2 separate regions of the Podarcis muralis genome follow, and region 2 is linked to region 1. A link is a contact called in public Hi-C data. All regions are on one chromosome and are shown on one strand. The core of a region is the stretch at or near the end of the contact, and the rest is flanking DNA. Distances in the headings are between cores, read along the strand shown.

Evidence for each region. A called contact is a pair of places that touch in the nucleus more often than the background predicts.
Region 2: a Hi-C map of blood shows a contact between it and region 1, with 4 times the contacts expected there. The contact joins the promoter of MIS18A here to the promoter of SCAF4 in region 1. A contact is called at or near these places in 2 of 3 Hi-C or Micro-C datasets (blood and tail).

The regions. Positions count from the first base shown.
Region 1 is chr4:52,693,839-52,698,374 of rPodMur119.hap1.1, reverse strand. It overlaps SCAF4 (SR-related CTD associated factor 4), which reads left to right and starts at 2,477. Exons shown (of 20, transcript XM_028727015.2): 1 at 2,477-2,708. The coding sequence starts at 2,679.
Region 2 is chr4:52,831,121-52,835,656 of rPodMur119.hap1.1, reverse strand. MIS18A (MIS18 kinetochore protein A) reads left to right here and starts at 2,477. Exons shown (of 5, transcript XM_028727022.2): 1 at 2,477-2,669; 2 at 3,402-3,468. The coding sequence starts at 2,477. It also overlaps LOC114596039.

The sequences.
Region 1 (4,536 bases), core at 1,228-3,727:
CATACCTACATCACAGAAAAGGTGGTCTAAACAGAAATTTGAATGTTGTTTTTCTCCTGTTGTTGTTTTTCTCCTGTCTGGCAGGTAACTTGATTGGATTGCCTGGGGAACCTGGCCATTCTTTTGTAGTGATAAATACTTAGTTCCTGGGCCAGGTCACAGGCTCACACCCTATTCATATCTTAAATGTGCCTTTAAGACAGGATTTGTGAGGAAAGAGACAATGGGGAGGTTTCCCAGTTTGAGCTTGCAGAGAAAACATTTGCTCAGTTTAGCAGTCAAAATGGTTCCAGGTCGGTCTTCCTGTGCTGATCTATGTACGTGCTTTGTATGCTTATGAACATTACCATATATCTAAGACCTCAAAATTCCTATCACATTGCTGATCAGATAGTGACTCAGCTATACAGCAGCAAATATAACATTTTAAGTGCGTTTTAGGTACATTATACAAATGTGACACTAGATGGCAATGGGGAGTTTATGGGAAATTCAATATATTTTTCAAAACTTTTTTTTTAAAAAAAAACCATTTACACAGCATTTTTATATGTGTCTAGATTCCACCCCAGACACTTGTGGAGGAGACTAATGTGGATCTGCCTTTGGCAGAGAAACTGCCCTGGTTGCCTTTTAGGTAGTGCCGCCCGCCATGTGGACAGCGGTGGAGCATATGCCCACGCTGCCCAGGAAGGGCACGGAGGGTGCCCTCCCAGGCACAAGATAGCCTTGCAGACAGCGGCGGAGCAAGCCACTCACGGGGGCAGAGCAAGCTGCTCATGGCGGACATTCAGCACGCCACCTGCCCACGACTCCCAAGCGTTCCCCAAGCTGTCAAAATGAAGGGGGAAGGGGGGAATGCCGCCAGCAAAGCAGCATAGCTTCCCTCTTACCTCAACAGCTCGGGGTAGGCTTGTGAGTTGTGGGTGGGTGGCACGTCAAATGTCACCCCCTCAGTGACTGCACCCAGGGTGGTCCGCCCCCACCGCCCCTCTTCCTACGCCCTCCCATTAGATGTCAAGGAAATTAACAACTATCTGACTTTTAGAAGATATTTGAAGGGAGCACTGTTTAGGGAGGTTTTTAATGTTTGATGTTTTATTATGCTTTTAATTCTGTTGGGAGCCGCCCAGAGTGACTGGGGAAACCTAGATGGGCAGGGTATAAATAGTAATACCTATTGTTGTTGTTGTTGTTGTTGTTTTATTATGACCTCTGTCAGAAGTAGTACAGAGGTACTCTATCTCTGTTAATGTTTCTTATACTCTTAGTGGTTTTTGATACCATCTACCATGGTTTCCTCCTGGAAGGCCTATCTGAGTTGTGGGTGGGTAGAACTGCTTTGCTGTGGTTCCAATCCTGCTTGGTTGGTTGTCTTCAACGGGTGATGCTTGGGGAGTGCTATTCGGCACCATGGGGTCCCTTGTTGTGGAGTCCCTCAGGGTTGAATTCTACCCCCATGTTTAATATCTATATGAAGCCACTGAGTGGGGTCATGCAGAATTTTGAAGTGTGTTGTCAGCAGTATTCTGGTGACACACAGCTCTACCTTTCCTTTACATCTGCAGGTGTGGCAGTGGATGTGCTGGAGCATTGTCTTGCCTCAGTAACAGACTAGAAGAGCGTTCTGATTAAAGTCTCCCTACTACATTCTGCTGACAATGAATGAAAGCAAAGCATGAGAGTCTGACACTTCGCTTCTGAACTCATTGCATTTTTAAGGCAGTAAAACCTCAATGTTTAGTTCTGTGCAACTGCAGCTATACCCTCCCAAGTTTGAGTAATGAAAATGGGGGCATTTATTTATCAGAAGCCGCTGTCATCTTCCTATGTCACAGTAGGAACACTACTCCCCTCAGCTGCTGTACACATTTCTGAAGGCTCTTCTTCTCCTGCTCTGCGTTGCCTTCTTATGCTTGCAAGGATACCTGGGAAACCACGGTTGCTGCTTGCTTCGAAAACCCACCCTAGCCAATATTGACTTTTATGCTGTATGTATTGTTTTTAACACTTGATTGGAAGCCGCCCAGAGTGGCTGGGGAAACTCAGCCAGATGGGCGGGGTATAAATAATAATAATAATTAATAATAATAATAATAGTAGTAGTAGTAGTAGTAGTAATTATTATTATGGCGCAGGCGGGATGAAATGGGCAACACTGAGGCTGCATTCACGTTTCCTTTGGCACAACGTCCAGCCCCTTTTCAGTTAAAGCGCGGAGGATTCAACTCGCTGCCTTTCCCAAGACTTAAAGCGAGGTCGACGTCGGGGGGGGGGGGCGCGGAGTGCCTGGAAACAGGCGATGAAAGCGTTGGGCGCGAGGCAAAAGGGCGAGCGCTGTCACGTGGCCCTCCTCAAGCGCACGCGCGCGCGCTTGTTCGTTGTCTCCGGGGGCGGGGCGGGGGTTTGGTCCGCAGCTCTCTTTTCTTCCGATGGGTGGCGCGCAGCCCGGAGGCCTGCGCTATCCCAGGGTGCTGTTCGCGGCGTGGGCGCCGCCGTCCCGCTGAGGGGGAGACAGTCTGCGCGGCTGCCTCGCCAACGAGACGCGCTGCGGGCTGCCGCCAAACGGACATGTTAGCGCCGAGGCCCTGAAGGCGGGAGGCCGACGAGAACCACGTCCCGCCGCTTCCTCCGGGGCTCCTCCGCGCGCGGTAGCAAGAGGCCGCCGAGCCACAGCCATGGAGGCTGTGAACGCCTTCAACCAAGAGGTGGGGACAGGGCCCGGCAAGGGAGCGCGGGACGGGTAGGCCCCGGCTGTTGGTAGTGGGGGGTTGGGAGCGGCTGGCGACCGCTGATACCGCTCTGGAGCCTGGGACTGGAGGCCGGAGTTCGCAGGCCTGGTCTGAGGCGGAGCAGCCGACGGGGACGAGTTGCCAGCGCCCTTCGGTGTGCGGCGGCCTCTCCTGGGCCCGGCGTGTGGGCGGCGGCGTTGCGTCGGGTGACGCGGGGCTTCAGGGGCCGCTTTCCCCTCAGCCCCCTTCCCCGCACACGCGACTTCCCTCAAGCTCGAAGGGGGCCTAAGAACTTTCGCCTCACTTCCGAGGCCCTCTATCCCGGGCCCGGCTGCTGGGGAAACCCGGCCGGGCTGTTTAAGGTCAGCCCTGTAGGCCAAGGGAGAGGCCGGGAATGGAAGTAATGCGCGCGTGCCGGGTAGCGCTTCGCTGTAGGTGGGGAGGAAGGGGGCCTAAGTATCTTGTGCCTGTGTGTGTGTGTCTGTGGGCGAGGGCGCACTTCGAGGAGATCGCGGTGCGGGGTGGCGGCGGAGTGAAGAGGAAGTTTCTGGCCTTTTTCTTGCAGCCATTTGATGATGAAGATCCGGGACGTGCGAAGAGATTAGGCGTCTCGAGGGCATGTTATTTGCAGCCCTATTACGCGACCCATCAAAAAGTTTTGTATTTAAAGTTACCATCCCAACTGTTTCTGTGATACTGTGCGAACCCCTTGCGTTGCAGAATCTAGCGATGAATAAAAGCTATCCCACTGATTATATCTTAGATAATGTACACGGTTTTCAAATTATCGTGCATATGGCGCGAGTGTGAATAGAAAATCCGGAAGATTTCCCCCTTCTTTTCAGGACTGGTTGTGGTGGGCAGGAAAAGTGAGGGAATTGATCTCAAGGAGCAGAGAGTTCCTAGCCAACATCAGAAACTGGCTTTTTAAAGGTAACATTGGGCATATTCTCACAACAGAATGCCAGAAGAATTCCGAGCTGAAGTGTCTGGTGAATCGCATTGAAACTGAATGGCTCCTTCTAGTGTTTTAGTGTATTAACAGTTGACATTCATAAAAGTCTGTTTCAGCGGACTAACATTGCTACTTCTCTAAAAGGTTTCTGTGTACTGCTGTGGTATTCTGGAAAATGGATACAAGTGTTATTAAACTACATAAAGATTGCAGCAAATTTACAACTTAATGTGATTTCTGCTGCAGATAACCAGATAAATCAAAGTGTGCATAAATGCAGGTTTACATGGACATAAAGTAGACTTTAATGTTTAAATCACTGTATATGCTTTTTGAACAGAAAACTCTGTAAAGTTTGCTCACTGTAAATGCTTTTATATTTGGGCATATCAATGGCCTTCCAGTTAAACATCCAGTTACGAAACTTAATGTTCAGAACTGAAAAAGTACATTAAGCTTCAGAATATTGCCCTTCATTTAAGCACAGCATTATGACAGCCATACACACCTCTGGTTGTCTTTCTTTGGGTCCTACACAACCCGATACGAAATATCAAAACAGCTATGCATAAGTGGCAGGTTCAGTTTGCCACCTGGGGCTTGTTCAGTACTACTAATTTGTCTTAACATGGACCTATAAATGCTCAGTTGCATGAAAAGTATTTTGGGTAACTTTAGTAGAACTTGTAGTGCATGTGCTGGGTGTGTATGGGATGTGTTCAATTAACAGATGGATTCTTTTCAGTATTGTATGTAAAACTTTATAAATGCTATCATCATCAACTTTAGAAAAAGCATTACAGTTTGTGTAAGATTTCCATAAAGAGAATGAACAGTTGCTTAATTGCT
Region 2 (4,536 bases), core at 1,228-3,727, 140 kb before region 1:
CTTGTATTACATCTGATCTGGGGAACTAAGATTTAATGTCAGCTAATAAGTCATCATGATTCTGGTTTGTTAGCCCCAGTTCCCTGATTCAGAAATAATACAAGCAGCAATGAAGTGACACAGTAGTAATCCAAACCAGGACATTGTGAGCCTAATGGAAGCAGGGAATGTATGATACAGTATTTTAGAATTTTAGAAGCAACGTAGCCCAAGTGTTCATTAATTAGATGCTTAAGGATATAAATCTAGGATGCTTGCTTTGCATCCAAGTTCTGTCTTTCATAAGGGCATACAACCTTACATTTCCTTTCCAGAACACAAAGCATTTCCAGAACACAAAGCATTGTACTTACTTCACGGGTGTAGAACCAGTCCGAGATATATAGAACAAAATAAGGAAAAGAAATGCCACAAAAGAAGCAAGCCCAATCCAAAGGGCTATGACAATTGAATCTGTGGAAAGAAATACAGTATTTATAACACCTTACAAATCCTTAAGGCATTTATTATAGATTTATTATAGATTACTAAGCAATATTGCGTCCACTCAAGGAAGGCTTCTTTCCCAAGGAATAGGGGCTGTAGTGCTTTAAGTGAGGACACCCTCCTGAAACTCCAAATACTAAAAAAATTAATAGCAAAACATTGCTTTCATGAGTATAGCATCTGAAGTGCATGACTTATATTCTCTGTTTTAATGTAACAGTAAGAGGGAAGCTGTCATTTACTACAGTGTTCAAAACATATTAATGTATTCCAGCAGTTAAGTCATTTGAAAACAAAAATATACATTCCATCCAATTTTAATGTATACATACTTGGAAAAGAGTTTCAATGAAGTAAGTGGACTGTCTTAGTAGTCAACCTGCACAAGACTGGTACTGAATTTGGTAGTCAACAAATTACTATGCAGTAGTCAGAAACCCCAATCTAAATAAGCAATTTACATGCAGAAAGTGTGTTTACAAAAACATTAAACTTTTCAAAGGATGTTTTCCTTTTTGTTGTTTTTGCTTTAGTTGGTCACATAATGCAATACTTACATCTGTTTGCCTTCAGCTTTCTTGCATCAACTGGAAGTAGATCTAAATAATCCATGTAATATTCAAAATCGTAAGTAAAACTGGATGAATTTGTCTTGTTAGCCATCTCAGTACAACCTCCTAGCCAGCTCTAACCCCAACCAACAATTATGATGAGTTGTACTTAAGTGTTCCTATAAAGAGATTCTGTAGTTGTGCAGTTTTTCATTTGAGCAGGCATCCTTGAGGAATGCCAAGATACCAGACCCAATCAGCAGAAATGAAGGTCAGTGTATGGCGATGGTCTCTGGTGCCAGAATGACAAATGTGAACATTCCTTGTGGGAAGTACAAGATGTCGTTAACTCTTTTATGTTTTCACTAATACAGAACTACCGGTAAGTAATAAGAAAAGACACATAGTCAAGTTGGTAAAGAAAACCATGCCAGCAGGTGACAGGCTATCATCATCATCATTTTATTCATAACCTGTTCTTCATTTAATATTTCGACCCCACAGCAGGGAAAATGGCAATATACAAAAATTAAGGACTAATTAAAAAGTCAAATAAATAAGAACCCTGTCATAAAACAAAGCTAAATGCAGGGGGGACAACCAACACATTACCAAGATAAACAAACATGACACCTGGCCCACTAAAATAAAGCAAATGGCGTTAGCAACAGCTGACACCCCATTTTTCACCTACAGCACTGCCCACTTACTCCCCGTTTCAACAGAGTGATCACTGCAGGAAATGAACAACTCCACCTTTCAATCCTCTCCAATGCACCCCCCTTTCCTACAACTGACCACGAAACGAACACGAATGTGGGAAATGGGTGGCACGTGGAGACTCCTCAAAGAAGTCTTTTCCACCACACTGGAGTCAGTTGTTTTGCAGGCGCAATGATGCCACTGCTACGTGTGATGTGCTTCCTACTGCCACCTCAAGCAGGTTTTTGAGCAAAACCTGCACAGTGTGCATATTCTTGCTGTTATCATTAGCAGCTGCATCTCTCGAGGTTGGTTGGTGGTACTGAGAATAGTGTCTGTCGAAAAGATTGTAAGAATCACGCGACCGCCCTTTAAAAAAAAAAAAAATCTTCAGAATCTGTATTTTGGAGTTTTTATTCTTTCATAACTACTTCGCTCAGAAATCACTACCATGCAACCTCGCAAAGACCCTTAGACCGCTCAAGGCGGCTGCTTCCCCCGCGTTGCTATGGTGAACTCCGCAACCTGCCCGACCGAGGCCCTTCCCTGGTGCTGAATCACCCAGCGCCACAGCGCATGCTCCCACCCGCTCTCGAGCGCCCCCGACTCCGCCCCTTCTCCTGGGAGAGGCAAAAGAGAAGGGCTCGGTTTGCGCGCTAGAGCGGCCCCGCGTTGCATGTTATTTCCGGCGCTGGCGCGGAGGGGAGGGGGCGCGGCGCGGGCGGCTTTGAAAGAGAATGGCGGCGCACCCGGGGGAAGACAGCTCTCTCCCGTTGACGGAGGCGTCCCCTGGCAGCCCGGGGCCCGGAGAGGAAGCGGGGTCCGAGGAGCTGCCCATGGTGTTCCTGTGCGCTGGCTGCAAGCGGCCCGTAGGAGACACGCTCGGCTGGGAGTTCAACGACGAGGACACCAACTGCATCTTGCTGAAGAGTGAGCGACGAGGCGCCCGCCCGCGCGGCTAATCACCTGGGAAACGCTCTGCGCCCGCCCGCACCGCGGCTTTCCCTCGCGCGTGCAAAGATTCGCGCGCTCGTCCTCCCCGCCCCCCCCCCATAAACCAGCATTCAGTGGCTCCTCTCTTGGCTTTGTTCGTGCCCTTCTTGCGTGCTTTACGTAGGTCGTAGGACCCGTCTCCCTTCTTGAGGCGGTTTTAGGCTGCGCCTTCACTTGAAATTATCTGGGCGACTTAAGAGGGAATTAAAGCAAAGGCATTGCAATAAAAGAACGTGAATATGGTGAAGCTGCAGAAGGAACAGCAAAACACTTGAAAAGAGAAAAAGAGGGAAAGATTCTGCAGTGCTAACGTTGCAATCCTATATTTGTGTGTGTGTCCAGTTATTTTCAGTGGGGTTTTCGCCTAGGTAAATGTGCTTAAACTTGCAGCCAAAGATAATTCATGGGACTCAGTTCTAGTGCTAGTGACGTGTATGCCTCTTTTTAATTTCCAAAGTGTTTTGGAATATGCATTAAACTTACTCCTTGCCACCCGGTTGACCAAAGCATGTGGGCATTATTGTGCCCCAGCCCCTTAGTTGGGATAGAGGTTTTTGCCAACCCACTTCAGTGTTTTCCCATTCTGTGTTGGCGATAAATGGCATAATTGGGCTGGGAGTACTTATGGGAGACTACTTTTCTACTGATCTTACATCTTTTGATTTTCAGATGTTACGCTCAATGTTTCAGTGGACAAAGAACAGAAACTTTCAAGCCGAGCAGGCGAATATGGCTGGTAAGCGGTGAAAATCCCAAAGTGAAACAGATGTGTCTCACAATAGAGCTTTATGCTAAAGAAGAAAGTCAAAAGAAAGGTTTGCCCTAAAAGTATCCATATGGGCTAATAGACAATATGTTTGGACTCATTTTTATTAGGAAGGGGAATAGGAAGCCACTTTAGAGCAGGGTTTTTGTTTTTTTGAAGCCATCTGCTTTAAGCCTGTTACTCATACTGAATCTTTGAGGAAGTGTGGGATGTATATCTTATTATGTTAGTTTTTAGGAGACATTCCTTGGGAAGTGTGCATACATAATAAAAATACATAGGTTAATGATCTTCAGTGCTTGCTACTGAGTTGTCGCTTCTTAAAATATTTACAATTCTTCCAAGAAAATTAATTTCCACACAGTTTTGAATCTGTTTGAACATTCAAGCTACATTGTTTGTGCTTATTGACTAAGACTAAAACTGGTTTAAGAGTTTGGTTCACATCTGCTAATCATCACTCTGAATAGTTGTTTTGTTTTTTGCGCACTTGCATGAATGGAGTACATGGGAATTTGCACCTTTTTGACCAAGTCCTTTAAAAAAGTCCTGGGAAAACCATTTTTTAAATATTGCTTGCAGTCAGATAAATGTACACAACTTGCCTCTAACACTTATTCATAAATAAAGAATGTGTTGTCTACAGGCCTTTTCATTGAATCATAATCAGTGCTTCGGAAGGACTGATTCTTAAAATGTAATGCAGTGGTTGGAGTACCCAGCAAGGACTTGAATGTGGTGGAATCAGATATTATCAAAAGCACGAAGGTCTGGGTGATCAGACCATGGCTGGGGACTCTGCTGGGTAGCACCCAAGAAGCACAAGAAGGTTCTAATAGGAGTGGGTTTCCAACCCGCTTCAGGTTGATCCTTCTGACACCTTTGGCTGTCCTGTTTAACATGGATGCCTTGTTTATCCCTCTGGAGACCATAAACAAGAGGCCCCTGTACAAACCAAGACAGTTCAGCTTCTGCCTTATCTCTTTATCTCTCAAATAGGCCCCAAGCTGGCTGTCTCCAGGGTGCCTGGCATTGTAT